Linked DNA regions of Sus scrofa: region 1 is linked to region 2. Evidence: chromatin contacts called from public Hi-C data. All regions are on one chromosome and are shown on one strand. The core of a region is the stretch at or near the end of the contact, and the rest is flanking DNA. Distances in the headings are between cores, read along the strand shown. Region 1 overlaps LOC110257721 (a long non-coding RNA gene). Region 2 holds the start of TMSB4X (thymosin beta 4, X-linked).

The links. Hi-C and Micro-C count contacts between places; a contact is called where the count stands out from the background.
Region 1: a Hi-C map of retroperitoneal adipose tissue shows a contact between it and region 2, with 2.7 times the contacts expected there. The contact joins the enhancer-like site here to the promoter of TMSB4X in region 2. A contact is called at or near these places in 1 of 5 promoter capture datasets (liver), 8 of 47 Hi-C or Micro-C datasets (embryonic fibroblasts, heart right ventricle, mesenteric adipose tissue and 5 more) and 2 of 2 datasets of contacts at active chromatin or transcription factors (alveolar macrophages and skeletal muscle).

Annotation. Positions count from the first base shown.
Region 1 is chrX:9,798,948-9,801,828 of Sscrofa11.1, reverse strand. The region is part of intron 2 of LOC110257721 (a long non-coding RNA gene); the gene reads right to left. Among named protein-coding and RNA genes, the nearest start is that of TMSB4X, 150 kb to the right of the region's middle. Within about 2 kb of position 1,533, at least 10 of the 83 cell types and tissues checked have an H3K27ac peak or open chromatin away from gene starts, as enhancers often do. A contact at or near this core is called in omental adipose tissue, retroperitoneal adipose tissue and skeletal muscle, where this site is marked.
Region 2 is chrX:9,649,200-9,652,010 of Sscrofa11.1, reverse strand. TMSB4X (thymosin beta 4, X-linked) reads right to left here and starts at 1,285. Exons shown (of 2, transcript NM_001044555.1): 1 at 1,186-1,285; 2 at 744-778. The coding sequence starts at 1,285. The coding sequence ends at 744. LOC100511794 (a long non-coding RNA gene) reads left to right here and starts at 2,608. Exons shown (of 3, transcript XR_002340577.1): 1 at 2,608-2,811.

The sequences.
Region 1 (2,881 bases), core at 284-2,783, 150 kb before region 2:
GATTTTTCTTGGGACTCTTTCTTCTTCTTCTTTTTTTTTTTTAAGTCAAAAAAGGAAACATCAAATTTAATTTAAAGAAAAACAACAACAACAGAAATTGTCTGAAAAAACAATGGAGCAAATCAACTCCTGAAAAGGAGTGCTGCATCTTGGTGATCCCATTAGTTGAAGAAAACAAACAAACAAACAAATGCCATTTAGCTTAAGACTTTCTGAGTTATTTGCAAATCGACGTATTTCAGGAGTGGAAGAATTCTTGGTGATTTCTTAATATCAAAATGTATGCAGATTTCTCTTTTGGGTATCTTCTACATTTAAGGAGGCAATCACATGCCATCTCCCGTTTCCACACAGGATAAATTCTTTGTTCCAGGCAACTCTCGAGGGCAGGGTAACTAGCACGACACTATCTCCCCAGACAGAGAGCAGTGGAATATTCCATTTTGTTGATTTATATTGTTCTTCATACATTTCTTCATCAATTTCCACAGCTGTCACAGTTTCTTCCACATCTCCCAATATTATATTTAAGTTCTGATCATAAGCATGTCACCTACCTCGAAGCTCTCTGTCGTTTCTCATTTTCACATAGATTTGCTCATCCAGGCTGAGCCTGATGAGATTCAGGGGCTCTTCTGCAATGTTGGGAGTTTGTTGCTGGTCCACGTCGTCTGCCGTGTTTCAAACCCTGCCTGACTCTCTCTTTTTTTTTCGGTCTTTTTGCCATTTCTTGGGCCACTCCCGTGGCAGATGGAGGTTCCCAGGCTAGGGGTCTAATCGGAGCTGTAGCCACCGGCCTATGCCAGAGCCACAGCAACACGGGATCCGAGCCATGTCTGCAACCTACACCACAGCTCACGGCAACACCAGATCCTTAACCCACTGAGCAAGGGCAGGGACCGAACCCGCCACCTCATGGTTCCTAGACAGATTCGTTAACCACTGCGCCACGACGGGAACTTCTCTTCTTAATCCATGTTATTCTGCAGCCATAGATTAGAGCCATTCTGTGCCTCATAAACGGAGGCAGCTGGGAGCAGGGGAAGGAGGGCTGAGCATGAAATCAGATCTGGGTTTGAGTCTTGACTAACTCTTGGGGTAGCTGGGTGACCCCAGATCTACCAGGTAAGCTCTCCCATTCTGTGTTGCTGTAGCTGAGAAATGTACCGAACAATATCCGACTCAGCCCTGTTTCCTCTCTCCAACTTGACCGTGAGCAACACAAAAGCAAAGACAGGGTTATCTGTCCCTTTGGTCTACTCCATGTGACCTGCCGATCATCCCCAACAAGCTAAGGAAATACTTGCACAACTGGGGTTGGGAGGAAGAAAGGGACAAAGCAAGTCATGACTCTAGGGCTCAGGAGAAATGGAAAACTCAGAATTCTTTCTTTGCCATTTTCTTCCAGTCTGTGTTTACTTGGCCTAAGGACAGAGGATTGCAGCAATGTTTTTGAGTGTCAGCAGGAGGGTGATGTTTGTGCAAGCCAGTGAAACTCAAAAGATGCTCAGAGAGTTTGGAAATCCATGTGCCTGACAACCAGGGAACGAGGCTGCTAGCACCAGAGCCTGACACTGCCCATCTTGGAATGCACGAAGGAACACTCGCTGGTAAATGAGGTTTGCTAGGAATTAAACCCTCCGAAGAATGATGTGCTGTGCGAACATGTTGGATATGGATTGTTGTGGTTGTCCTAGGCCCCCAGGAGGGGATTATGGGAAGACTTCGGTTAAACGCCACAGACTAAACCATTTTTCTGCCTTCCCTTGTCAATAGGTCCCATGTGAAGGTTGCTATGGGAAATACTCTCTCCTGAGACAGGAGCCTGGAAGGTTCCAGCAGCAGTGCTATTATGCTCAGGGACAGGGTCCTCTGGGATTTCATCCAAGCTGCAGAAAAATCATCCAAGCTGTAGAAAGACAGCTTCGTGGGCGGGGAGCAGGAAGAGAGTATTTCATAAACAAAACTAACAGAATTGGGTGTTTATTCCCATAAAGTGGTAGGAAAAAAAAAACAAAAAAACAAAACTCAAGAAGGCTATGACTTTGAATCAGCACAACTAACTTTTAAGCTCGCATATGCTCAGGAATGCTTGTGTTTCATCTTGAGAGAGTTCATTTTCTTTTCTTTGTTTTTTGCAAGCAACCTCTATGTTATTACTTTTTATTTTTAAGTACAGAGATTTTTCATGATCATATTCTCACATCTCTCCTTTTTTCACTTTGGAGAGAGTTCATTTTCAAGTCATTTCTTGGGACCGCTAGGCATGAAAAGTAGGCTGCCAGCAGGAAGCCGGTACCATGAGAGGCACCAAGGTCTTTGGAGAGAGCACCATTTTGGGTCAAAATGAATGTTTAACCGGGAGACTGATGACATATGTACAGAAAACTCAGAGCACCCTGGTGAATGGAAGTTGCGACTAACTCTTGGGGCTGAGAAAGGGCTCTGGAACAAACCTACAGCAGTAAGTGGAAGAAAGATCAAGGAAATGCCTTCAGTGGATTTTCTAGAAGCAGAACTTGTGACCCAGGATTTAGATGCCTGGAGTGACTGAGGTAGTGCCCTCAGGAGAAAAGGAACAAGGGAGGCAAGGGAGAGCAAGGCAAGGGTTCCACCGCAGCTTAGCCTCTGTGTGGTCCAACGGGGACCTCTGGAACATGAAGAACACCACAGAGGTCCACCTGAGGCAAGAGGGTCCACCTTTGGGGTCCCCTGCTCTGGGCTGCTGGGAGACAGTGAGGTACATCACCTCCCGGATAAGGCAACTCCCTTTGGCCAGCAAGTATCTGGAGGAAGGGGCAGCTGAGAGCGTTCCGTGGCTGGGGGATGGGCCAGCCCAATAAAGGGGGTGTGAGTGAGGCACCACCAGAACTGACTCTAG
Region 2 (2,811 bases), core at 36-2,535:
CCATCAGCCTAAAAAAAAATACAAAAAAACCAAAAAAAAAAAAAAAAAAAAAAAACCCCATCTCCCGGTTACCTAGCATAGACGCGAGGTATTTCAAACCTGGATGAAACCCATTTGTGTCTAGCATAGACGAGAGGTATTTTAAACCTGGATGAAACCCATTTGTGTCTAGCATAGACGCGAGGTATTTCAAACCTGGATGAAACCCATTTGTGTCTCCGGAGAATTTACCCAAATTACCAGATGTCTGTCACCTCCTGCTTCCCAGCGCACCCACTCTTTTGGCCCTTTTGCCAAGGTTTCCTCTGAGGAAGCCGCTCCTTTCAGAGACCAGACCATCACACCAGCCACGTTTTAAACTTTTTATTTGCATATTAAAAAAATTGTGCATTCCAATAATTAAAATCATTTGAACAAAAAAAAATGGCACTCTGATTAAACTGCATTTTACAGCCCGCAGGACACCTTGGACCAGCTCGCTTTTTACTCTAAATTCCACCCAGCTTCCTCCTTCACCAACATGCAAGTTCTTTTCCTTCCCTGCCAGCCACCCAGGCAGATGGGAGAGGCAGGCGCGGCCTTCGTGTCAGTAGTTCGCCATTCTTTGATGTGAAAAGGGGCAGCACAGTCATTTAAACTTGATCCAACCTCTTTGCATCTTACAAAGTTAAACAGCTAAAAGAAGTAAAATAAGAAGGCAATGCTTGTGGAATGTACAGTGCATACTGGCGGCGCGCGCCTCATTACGACTCGCCTGCTTGCTTCTCCTGTTCAATCGCTGTGACCGGAAAGAAAAAGACAAAAAGAAAAAGAAGATGGAGGAGGCTGACGAGGCGAATTCAGTATAGCCTAGGATAGGAGTCCCGTACTTTCGTTTTAAAACATCTTTATCACAAAAATTCTCCAAGGACAACTGAGGCAGCCCATCATGCGATATGTGCATGAACCTGAACATGTGTAAATATGGTCTGTTACACATTCCATTAGGAAATTATTAAACCCCTGTGTTTGTTGGCTGCAAAACGCTTTTAAATTAACCTTTCCAAGCCATATTCATCAAAAACCTGTGGGCTCCTCCCCCGCACACCCCGCCCCCCACCCCAATTCTTCTCCCAGCCCCTCCCAAGCTCTCCTACCCGCCCCGCCCTGGCTTTTTCTTAAAGGGGGTGGGGGGGGCTTGCTTACTTTCTTTTGAAGGCAGTGGATTTTTCTCTTGCGTTTCTGTCTTCTTCAATTTCGACTTATCGAATTTCTCAATCTCAGCCATATCGGGTTTGTCAGACATGGTTGCAGAGGACGCTGCAAAGGTACAAAGCCAAGAGGGAGGTTGACGGCGAGCCACCCACCCTCGGCTCTCCGGGCCCAGAAATGCGCTTCTGCCCTTGCCTCTCCCGCCTGAAACCCCAACTCAGCCTCCTTCCGCTTTCACTCTGGGCTAAAAAAGATCTTCCTCTTTCTACAGAGAAAAAAAAAAAAAAAAAGAAGCCTCCCCCCCCCGCCCCACCTCCTTTGAGTATTTCAAAAGGCCGGGGACCGAGCCGAGGCTCTTCTAAGGTGAGATAAACTCTCACATTTGGAGGCTGTCTCTTTCGGAACAATGAAATTAAGCCTTGTGGCTCGTTAACTGCAGCGTTTCAACTTCAGAGAAGAGCGTAGCCGTTTGGCGTTTAAGGGCAAGAAAATCGAGTAAAACTTCTTAAAATGAAGCCACGGTGGCACAAAGCGTTTCCATTTTCTATCCACGGCCTCTCTCCCAAAGATGCGGGCTGCCCTGCTTTCTTCTCTAGTCACAAAGGCGGCAGCTGCTGCCGGGCGCCGCCGACCACCGCCCTACCCGCTTCCTCCCTCTCTCGCTCAACAATGCAGCCAGCCGCGCACAAAGCTGCCCCCGCACCCTCTGGATCAACCCTGATCTGCATTTCAGAGCCATTCGGCTGCACCGCACACATTGCCCTGCGAGAAGGACCTTTGCAACATTTCACAGCACAGCCTCCAGCCGCCTTAAACCCCAACAGATGCAGCCCACGGGGCTGGAGGCAAAACGGGATTGCGAAGCCCCGCGCTTGGGTGGGTGTGAGCTGGAACAAAGGATCTTTCTGTTCCTATTAATCACCCGCCTAAGAGGCAAGGCAGAACGCCTTTGGGGGAAGGGAAAAAATGTTCCCTTCGAAGCTGCATAGCAAAACGCCAGTTTTCACTTAAAAAAAAGAAAAAAAATCACCGAGTTCCCGACCCGGCTACCCAGCATCTGGAAGGGTTTGGCATCCCCAAGCTCCCCAAAGCAGCCTTTTCCCGGGAGGACGACTCAGGCTCGGCTGTGGGGATGCTGGCGGGGAGAGCGGGCGCGGGGCAGGAAGGGGAGCGGAGGGCAGGAGGCAGGGGCCCCGGGGCTCACCGGAGCGAGGCGCGAGCGAGAGGAATCCGGTCTACGCAGTGGCCGCCGCCGAGTGCCGGGCGGGGCGCAGTGGCTGTCGCTATATGCGCGCTCCTATGTAAATGAGGTGATGTCACCCGCCGGCCCGCTTAACCCCTTCGCGCCGGGTCCCCGGAACGGCGGAACGGCGTCCGGGCCCTGCCTGGCGTTGAGGGGGAGGGGGGCTGGGCCCGGGGGAGGGGGCGCCACCCGGCGTCCACCCGTGCACCTAACCGCAGTGAGGGTGAAAAATAAAATGCGTGTAGCCCACCCTGCAACGCTTCCTTTATAATGCATTTTCCCCCTTCTCTGTTCTGTCATAATGGATTTTTGCAACAGCCGCGCAAACCTGCTCTTGGGCACCGGAACCTGGTAACTAAGGGCCTAGGTGGTACCTA